Regions from separate parts of the Triticum aestivum genome. Here region 2 is linked to region 1. The links are chromatin contacts, called in public Hi-C maps. All regions are on one chromosome and are shown on one strand. Each heading gives the region's core, a stretch centred on a gene start, on an enhancer-like site or on the middle of the called end of the contact. The rest is flanking DNA. Distances are from core to core; before and after follow the strand shown.

The links. A called contact is a pair of places that touch in the nucleus more often than the background predicts.
Region 2: a contact with region 1 is called in a Hi-C map of leaf, with 2.3 times the contacts expected there. The contact joins the promoter of LOC123089036 here to the promoter of LOC123114249 in region 1. A contact is called at or near these places in 2 of 5 Hi-C or Micro-C datasets (leaf and an unstated tissue).

Annotation. Positions count from the first base shown.
Region 1 is chr1B:174,534,642-174,539,061 of IWGSC CS RefSeq v2.1, forward strand. It overlaps LOC123114249 (DNA-directed RNA polymerases II, IV and V subunit 11), which reads right to left and starts at 2,181. Exons shown (of 7, transcript XM_044535659.1): 1 at 1,876-2,181; 2 at 1,100-1,166; 3 at 877-949; 4 at 466-555; 5 at 294-372; 6 at 120-215. The coding sequence starts at 929.
Region 2 is chr1B:174,866,616-174,871,349 of IWGSC CS RefSeq v2.1, forward strand. It overlaps LOC123089036 (arabinogalactan protein 16), which reads left to right and starts at 1,415. Exons shown (of 2, transcript XM_044510935.1): 1 at 1,415-1,630; 2 at 1,719-2,036. The coding sequence starts at 1,522. The coding sequence ends at 1,825.

The DNA.
Region 1 (4,420 bases), core at 931-3,430:
CAAACAAAGGGGGCCTTAATAGCACAAGGTACTAGCTTTTATACAGGCCCACGCTATTCAATGCTATATTGGAGGCTACAAGGTGTAGCTAACTATTGAGCTATGGACAAGAAACAGACCTCAAAAGCTTGCTTCAGGTTCTCAAGCTCCTTGTCTAGATCATTGACTGCTTGGGTATACGCCTGTGTTGGGGAGGATTGGCTTGCAGTATGGATCTGCCCACATAATTAAATGTGAGACTAGTAAACTCTAATCCGACAAAGGAATAGAACAAACATAAATATGCACCCTACCCTAACAATGATCTTGTACTGAAGGGGGTGAGGCAGCTTATAGCCAGCAAAGAGAACATTTGGGTCCCTGTGCAGCTGCCTGCAGAATCTCATAGATATAGAAGAAAATTATAAGGTGTGAACTGATGAACATAAGCAAGGAAAAAAAGGCACGCAGTTTATCTACACTTACATGCGGAGGATGTTGCCGATGGTGTGGTCCTCACGTTCAATTGTGAAAGATGCAGCATTCATGATCTTTGTATCCTTCTCAAAGGATACCCTGCATTACATGAATACACAATAGCAAGGATTACATCCATAATCAAAACAGCAGGTAGAAACTACCACAAGCCTTAATAATTGCAATAAAAGTAAAAACGGTTCAAAGCATCAGATTTTCATAACTGCATGCCAAAAGGATCACATGAACAGGTACAAAATGGCTATCAATGACAGAACTTAAAATGCTTAATAATTATTTAAAGAAAGTTGGTTGCATCCCACTCCTTCTTTTTCACAAAAAAGTCTATACCTGACAAAACACAATTGAAGCATTTTCTAGAAAAATGTTGGAGAAAGTGTGGTGTTAGAATAGACTCACTTCTTTGTGCCCTCAGGCACGACGAAGCGCTCATAGCGGTCAGGGGCATTCATCTCCAATCAACACCTGGCTCCTAAAATGCATCAATACGGATACTTGTATCAGTATCAGGCCAAAATGGATACGTAAATTTGGCATTTTGGTAAAGCGCTAATACGGGGATGCATTTACTATTTTTTAATTCACAAAAAAAAATGTATAGAAGCTAGGAACAGCAGATTACCTTCTTGTTTGCTCTACTGTGGATGCTGGAGCAGCTCCAAGTCCCTCCAATTGACAATGTTGATGCCCTGTTCCAACTCCAAGTTTCAAAGGGGTAGAATTAGACTTTTAGTAAGTGTAAAATGCATCAAATCAAATCATTAGCTAGTTGTACATCTATCATGGCATAACACAAAAGGTGGAACCTGAAGATCAATCAGCTAACATGCAAAAGGAGAAACAATCACTTTAAATGGAAATATTTTAGGTCTGACTGTTAAAATTAACAACATAACAGTACCACTGTATTCCCAATCATAAACAAAGTACTAATGTGTTTACCAATTCCGGCCAGTATAACCAAGACAAAGCTCCTGCTCTCTCAAGTTGCATGTTACTGCTAACTGCTAAGCTTTGGTTTCAGGTAAAGACGGTGCAGATAAAACAACTTGATCTTTTCATTTTCATATATCGTCAATCATTGCATGTTTCACTGCTAACATGTTTAAACCAAAACATCTGCTCATCTGAAAAATAAATTCAAACTACAATTTGTAAAAATTTGCCCCTGCAAGCATTATCACAAACACCTATCAAGCAAAACCTTTTCACATGTTAACTTGAACATGCACTGGAAAAACCATGCAGCAAGTAGTCATCTAGAAATAATCATCGTTATATTCTCGCAATATCAAATACAGTATACAGCAAGTACTCATCCAACACAAAAAACAGGAATTTTTTTGAACAAACAGAGGATGCAAGAGGATGGAGGAAGGACGAAGGATTGGTGGCTACCTGCCTATGGACTGGTCGCCGGCGTTGCTCCGGGCGGCGGCGTTGCTGGCCGGGAGCGCCTGCTCCAGGGAGGAAGGCGCTGCTGGTAGGAACGGCTGCCCGACGGAGGGAGGCGCTGCTGGGATCCTGTACCTGCGGCCGGGCAGCGGAGGCTTCGGCCGACTGGGCGAGCCGCGGCGGTGGGCCGGCGGCGGCTATGAACCCTAGATCTCGCGCTCGGGGAAGGGACTCTGGTCGTCCGCTCGAGGTGGGAGGCTCCTTTTTTTTTTCTTTTTTTTTTAGATTTTTAGTTCACTGATTAATATTTTAAGTATTAAGGAAAATAAAAGCCTATACTAGATAGACAACTGGATGTAGAATGAACAGTAAAATGCAAAATTATATCGAAAAGTATACTAGTTTTTCACCTTCTCGTCGTCGAAAATTAAAATTATACTGAACCAATAGTAAAGGAAAGCGACGCCTTTTTTTTTTGCATGGTAAAGAAAAGCGACGCCTGCAAACGCGCTTGTGATATCAGGTTTTGAAGACCGCAATAGCCCCTTTTTTCCTGTGACCAGACCTTTGCAATACATCACCACTGATTCAGAGGGTTGGAGAAATCGGGCCAAGGCACAGAACAACAAAAAGAAGATGTCGAAGTCGCTAGACCAATAGTCAGCCAATAGCTCTCCTTAAAAGACACGCGAACTACCAAGATCTGAAGGGAACCAACAAATCTAGGATACAAACTTTCACAAGTCCTTCGTCAGCGCCCGATGGGCCGTAGTCAAGATAGGGAAGAGACCTTATTCCAACAAAACATCGCCGCCACCACCTCGTCGGTGTCATCGAAGAAACAAAAATCCTAGAACAAATAAAACGAGATGGATGGGTCCCCAATCCTCTTGTCGCCTGGAGAGGCCGTCGGACGGGAAAGAGGAGGGTCGAGGCGGCGACGTGTACAGAAGCTATGGTGGTGGTGGTTAGGGTTGGGGGCTGGCCTAGAAATATGTTTTGTGCATAGGCTCGCTTTTTTTGGGGAGGCTCGCTTCTGCAATCTTCTGTTATAGGACGCTTGAAACACGCGCCTTCGGTCGTTTCACGTGTCGAGGCGCATCGGCGTATCGGATTCAAATCTGTATCGGATACGGTGTCCAATACGAACACGCAGATCTGGGACGTATCTGTGTTTTTAGCCCGGTGATACGTCTCCAAAGTATCTATAATTTTTGATTGTTCAATATTATTATATTATCAATCTTGATGTTTTATATGCATTAATATGCTATTTTATATCATTTTAAGGACTAACCTATTAACCTAGTACCAAGTGCCAGTTGTTGTTTTTTCATTATTTTTGCCTTCACAGAAACTCAATACCAAACGGAGTTCGAATGAAACGAAAAATTTTGACGACTTTTTTGGACCACAAGACACCCAGGAACCTTCGGTAGGAGGTCACAGGAGCCATCGATTGGTGACAAGCTCGGAGGGCGCCCCCAAGCTTGTGGGCTCCCTGTGGCACCTCTAACCCTAATTCTTCTTCTATAAATACTCAAATATTCCCCGAAGACCAGAGGGCACACCAAAAAAACTTCTCCACCGCCGCAAGCTTTTGTCCTTGCGAGATCCCATCTTGTGGCCTTTTCTGGTACTCTTCCGGAGGGGGATTCAACCACGGAGGGCTTCTACATCACCCTTACTTCCCTTCTGATGATGTGTGAGTAGTTTACCACAGACCTATGGGTCCATAGCTAGTAGCTAGATGGCTTCTTCTGTCTCTTTGATCTTCAATACAATGTTCTCCTCGATGTTCTTGTAGATTTATTCGATGTAATATTCTTTTGCGATGCATATGTTGAGATCTAATGAATTATGGGTTTATGATCAGATTACCTGTGAATATTATTTGATTCTTCTCTGAACTCTTTTATGCATCATTAAGATAGCTTTGTATTTCTCTCTGATATATTGATTTGGTTTGCCAACTAGATTGTTTTTTCTTGCCATGGGAGAGGTGCTTTGTAATGGGTTCAATATTGCGGTGCTTATTCCCAGTGACAGAAGGGGACATGACACGTATTTGTATTGTTGTCATTAATGATAAAAAGATAGGGTTTGTTCATATTGTTGGATCTATTCCTCTACATTATGTCATCTTGATTAAGGCGTTACTCCATTCTTGTTAACTTAATGCACTAGATGCATGCTGGATAGCGGTCGATGTGTGGAGTAATAGTAGTAGATGTAGGCAGGAGTCGATCTATTTGTCACGGACGTGATGCCTATATTCATGATCATTGCCTTAGACAAGTTCCTCCTTGGCAGTGTGCTTAGCCAGGACTGTGGGATTCCCCGGCTCTGTGTAGCTGGTGTCAATGACAAGAACATCTTCAGTTTCTTCAGCTGGCTTGGCAGGGCTCGGCGGTTTAGCTCCTTAAGAGTCAATAGTCATAGGGTCCACAGGTATCTCTGGTGGTACCTCATCATCAATGTTTTCAATATTTTGGACTGAAGCTTCAAATTCTGGCGGTTTATTCTCCGGTTCAGGAACGCGGGGGTC
Region 2 (4,734 bases), core at 165-2,664, 330 kb after region 1:
TCGCGGGGCAAGTTCTCAGTCCAACCTCTACCACAATCTGGAAGGCTTGGTCTCCGCCTAAGTGCAAGTTATTTGCCTGGTTGATCGTTCAAAACTGAGTGTGGACGGCCGATCGTTTGCAGCGACGGGGATGGCCAAATTGCGCCCTTTGCCCCCTATGTAAGCAGGTTCAGGAGTTCGCTGCTCATCTCCTATTCCAGTGTAGATTCACCGTCCGCGTTTGGAATGAGGTCGTCGCTTGGCTAGGCATGCACGGTCAATCACCAATGACTTGGCGACATGAGGTCTCTGTTCATGATTGGTGGCTAAAAATGATCGACTCAGGCCGCTACATCAAGAAGGCGATTGTCTCCGTGATGATGCTTGTCTCGTGGAAAATTTGGAAGGAGCGAAACGCTAAAGTTTTCCGCAACACGGCTACCCCGACTTCCCGTTGTTGTTGCCAAGATCAAAGAGGAAGCCCATCTCTGGGCGCTGGCTGGAGCCAGACACCTGAGTACTCTAATGTTGCGAGAGTGGTCTTTTTCTTTTTGCCGCTCTACGGCTTATGTCTAGACCTTCTCCTTAATTAATGAAAATGGCAAGTCTTTTGCCTCGTTTCAAAAGAAAACGTTGTGGTAAAATGTCGCTGCAACGCACACGGCCGAGCTAGCAACCAAGTGGCAGCGGTAAGCAAACTAAGCGGAGGGTTCTCGTTCTGGTTGTGCGAAGGTTCCATGCCGATTTTTGCTGATTTTAGGAACTTTCTAGAAGAGTTTTAAACCAGTTTTCTCTTTGCTGCTGCTTTCTTTATCCTTTTTCCCGGTCTTTTATTTTTTGTTTCTTCCTTTAAAAAATGTTCAGAATTTGAATTCATTAATTTGTTGCTCTTTATCCTCAAAAATTTCAAAAAAAATTCAAACTCTTCAAAAACTGTTTAGAATTTAAAAAAAAATTTGCTTTATTTTTTTTCAGAATTTCAAAAGATGTTTGGAATTTACAAATTTTGTCGCAAGGAGGGGTCGTATTGGACCTGTCATCTACCACTAGACAACTAAACACGCCCGAGTGATTTGATTTTCGTACTACTACTTTTGTATTCCCCGGCTGCAAGTACTTGCTAGCAATATAATGTGCATTAATAAAAACTTGAATTTTATTCGCATGTAGTGAATCTGATTCGGCGTCTCGTCCAACCAAACTAGTAAACAAACGGGAATGTTTCTGCGGCCAGATGATTGCGCAGCACAAACGAACGCATAGACAGCCAATCTCAATCCAGGATCCAGACTGTAAAGACGGAAAAGAAATTCAGCAACGGTCGCCCATGTGAGCGGGCCCCGGCGCTGGCGCAAGACGCCATCGCGATCCCAGCGAGGTCCAGCGAATTCCAGGAGAGGCAAAGAGGAGAGAGCCGTTATATAATCAATCAATTATCAAGGGAGGTTATATAGTGGCACAAGAGGCGGCAGGACGTGAGGACAAGGCAAAGAGTCAAGGAGAGAGATAGAGGCATCTATTCTCACAAGATACGCGGCTGCCATGGCGAGAACCCTCTTTGGTTTCGTAGTCGCCGCCGCGCTCGTCCTCGCCGTCTTCATGCCAGCCTTCGCCGCCGCGCAGGCCCCCGCGCCGGCGCCCACCAGCGACGGTGAGCTATCAAACTCCAGCATCGTCCCCTTATGAATTGTTTTTTCCTTCTGAATTTCCTCTCACTTGTTTCTCGTCGATGCGTGCAGCATCCTCGGTCGACCAAGGCGTTGCCTACTTTCTGATGATCCTGGCGCTGGTGCTCACCTACCTCATCCACCCGTTGGACGCCTCCTCCCCGTACAAGCTTTTCTGAGCCTGTATATGCGCAGAGGCTTCTCATTCTTTTGTTCTTCTTTCTGTTGTTCGTTGATCGATAAGCTAGTGGATTCTTGAGAGATTGGTTATGTGAGATTCGATTTGAATTCATTAATTTGTTGCTCTTGTACTCTGGTGGATTCGCACGCATGCGTGCATATTTTTGTTCCAATGCTTCTCAGGTCTGTTGCCAGTAATTATGCGTACTAGTCATCAGCCCGCATGGGCTAGCAATTCATCAAGTGCATGAATAGTACTCCCTCCAATTCAAAATAAGTGTCGTGGTTTTAGTTCAAAAATGAACTGTCGTGGCACGACACTTATTTTGGATCAGGGGGAGTACTATATATATATGTAATTTCATAAAAGAATGAAAATATAGGTAGAAACTTTGAAGAATATTTTTAAAATGGTTTACATTAGAATATGTAGTACTTATTCTGGTTATCCATGGGCCAGAAAAGGAAATTACATTTTTTTCTATTGGGTTCTAATTAGGGGGTATTAAGTGAATTGGAAGAATGACGATGTGGGACATGTGAACGATACTTGGCTCTTGGCGACTCTAAATACGAAAAATATGCCCTGTAAAAGATTTTTCATTTTTAGAATGGGTCAATGCAGAAAAAGTTTTCCTTTTGGAACAAAATTAGCACCTTATGTTGAAGAACCATGCTGGACATGAACGGTAGAAATGCAAACTTTGAAAGTGGTTTATTTATTTATCAATCACTAATACAACAACAACAAAGCCTTTAGTCCCAAGCAAGTTGGGGTAGGCTAGAGGTGAAACCCATAAGATCTCGCAACCAACTCATGACTCTGGCACATGGATAGCAAGCTTCCATGCACCCCTGTCCATAGCTAGCTCTTCGGTGATACCCCAATCCTTCAGGTCTCTCTTAACGGACTCCTCCCATGTCAAATTCGGTCTACCCCGCCCTCTCTTGACATTCTCCGCACGCTTTAGCCATCCGCTATGCACTGGAGCTTCTGGAGGCCTGCGCTGGATATGCCCAAACCATCTCAGACGATGTTGGACAAGCTCCTCTTCAATTGGTGCTACCCCAACTCTATCTCGTATATCATCATTCCGGACTCGATCCTTCCTCGTGTGGCCACACATCCATCTCAACATACGCATCTCCGCCACACCTAACTGTTGAACATGTCGCCTTTTAGTCGGCCAACACTCAGCGCCATACAACATTGCGGGTCGAACCGCCGTCCTGTAGAACTTGCCTTTTAGCTTTTGTGGCACTCTCTTGTCACAGAGAATGCCAGAAGCTTGGCGCCACTTCATCCATCCAGCTTTGATCCGATGGTTCACATCTTCATCAATACCCCCATCCTCCTGCAGCATTGACCCCAAATACCGAAAGGTGTCCTTCCGAGGTACCACCTGACCATCAAGGCTAACCTCCTCCTCCTCACACCTAGTAGTACTGAAACCGCACATCATGTACTCGGTTTTAGTCCTACTAAGCCTAAACCCTTTCGATTCCAAGGTTTGTCTCCATAACTCTAACTTCCTATTTACCCCCGCCCGACTATCGTCAACTAGCACCACATCATCCGCAAAGAGCATACACCATGGGATATCTCCTTGTATATCCCTTGTGACCTCATCCATCACCAATGCAAAAAGATAAGGGCTCAAAGCTGACCCCTGATGCAGTCCTATCTTAATCGGGAAGTCATCAGTGTCGACATCACTTGTTCGAACACTTGTCACAACATTATCGTACATGTCCTTGATGAGGGTAATGTACTTTGCTGGGACTTTGTGTTTCTCCAAGGCCCACCACATGACATTTCGCGGTATCTTATCATAGGCCTTCTCCAAGTCAATGAACACCATATGCAAGTCCTTCTTTTGCTCCATATATCTCTCCATAAGCTGTCGTACCAAGAAAATGGCTTCCATGGTCGACCTCCCAGGCATGAAACCAAACTGGTTTTTGGTCACGCTTGTCATTCTTCTTAAGTGGTGCTCAATGACTCTCTCTCATAGCTTCATTGTATGGCTCATCAGCTTAATTCCACGATAATTAGTACAATTTTGAACATCCCCCTTGTTCTTGAAGATTGGTACTAATATACTCCGTCTCCATTCTTCTGGCATCTTGTTTGCCCGAAAAATGAGATTGAAAAGCCTGGTTAGCCATACTATCGCTATGTCCTCGAGACCTTTCCACACCTCAATGGGGATACAATCCGGGCCCATCGCCTTGCCTCCCTTCATCCTTTTTAAAGCCTCCTTGACCTCAGACTCCTGGATTCGACGCACAAAACGCATGCTGGTCTCATCAAAAGAGTCGTCCAGTTCAATGGTAGAGCTTTCATTCTCCCCATTGAACAGCTTGTCGAAGTACTCCCGCCATCTATACTTAATCTCCTCGTCCTTCACCAAGAGTTGGCCTGCTCCGTCCTTGATGCATTTGACTTGGCCAATATCCCTCGTCTTCCTCTCTCGGATCTTGGCCATCTTATAGATGTCCCTTTCGCCTTCCTTCGTGCCTAACCGTTGGTAGAGGTCCTCATACGCCCGACCCCTTGCTTCACCAACAGCTCGCTTTGCGGCCTTCTTCGCCATCTTGTACTTCTCTATGTTGTGTGCACTCCTATCCAGGTATAGGCGTCTAAAGCAATCTTTCTTCTCTTTAATCGCCTTCTGGACATCATCATTCCACCACCAGGTATCCTTATCTTCGCTTCTCCTTCCCCTGGACACTCCAAACTCCTCTGAGGCCACCTTACGAATGCAAGTCGCCATCTTCATCCACACATTGTCCGCATCCCCTCCTTCCTCCCAAGGGCCCTCCTTAATGACCCTCTCCTTGAACGCCTGAGCTACCTCCCCCTTGAGCTTCCACCACTTCGTTCTAGCGACTTTAGCCCACTTAT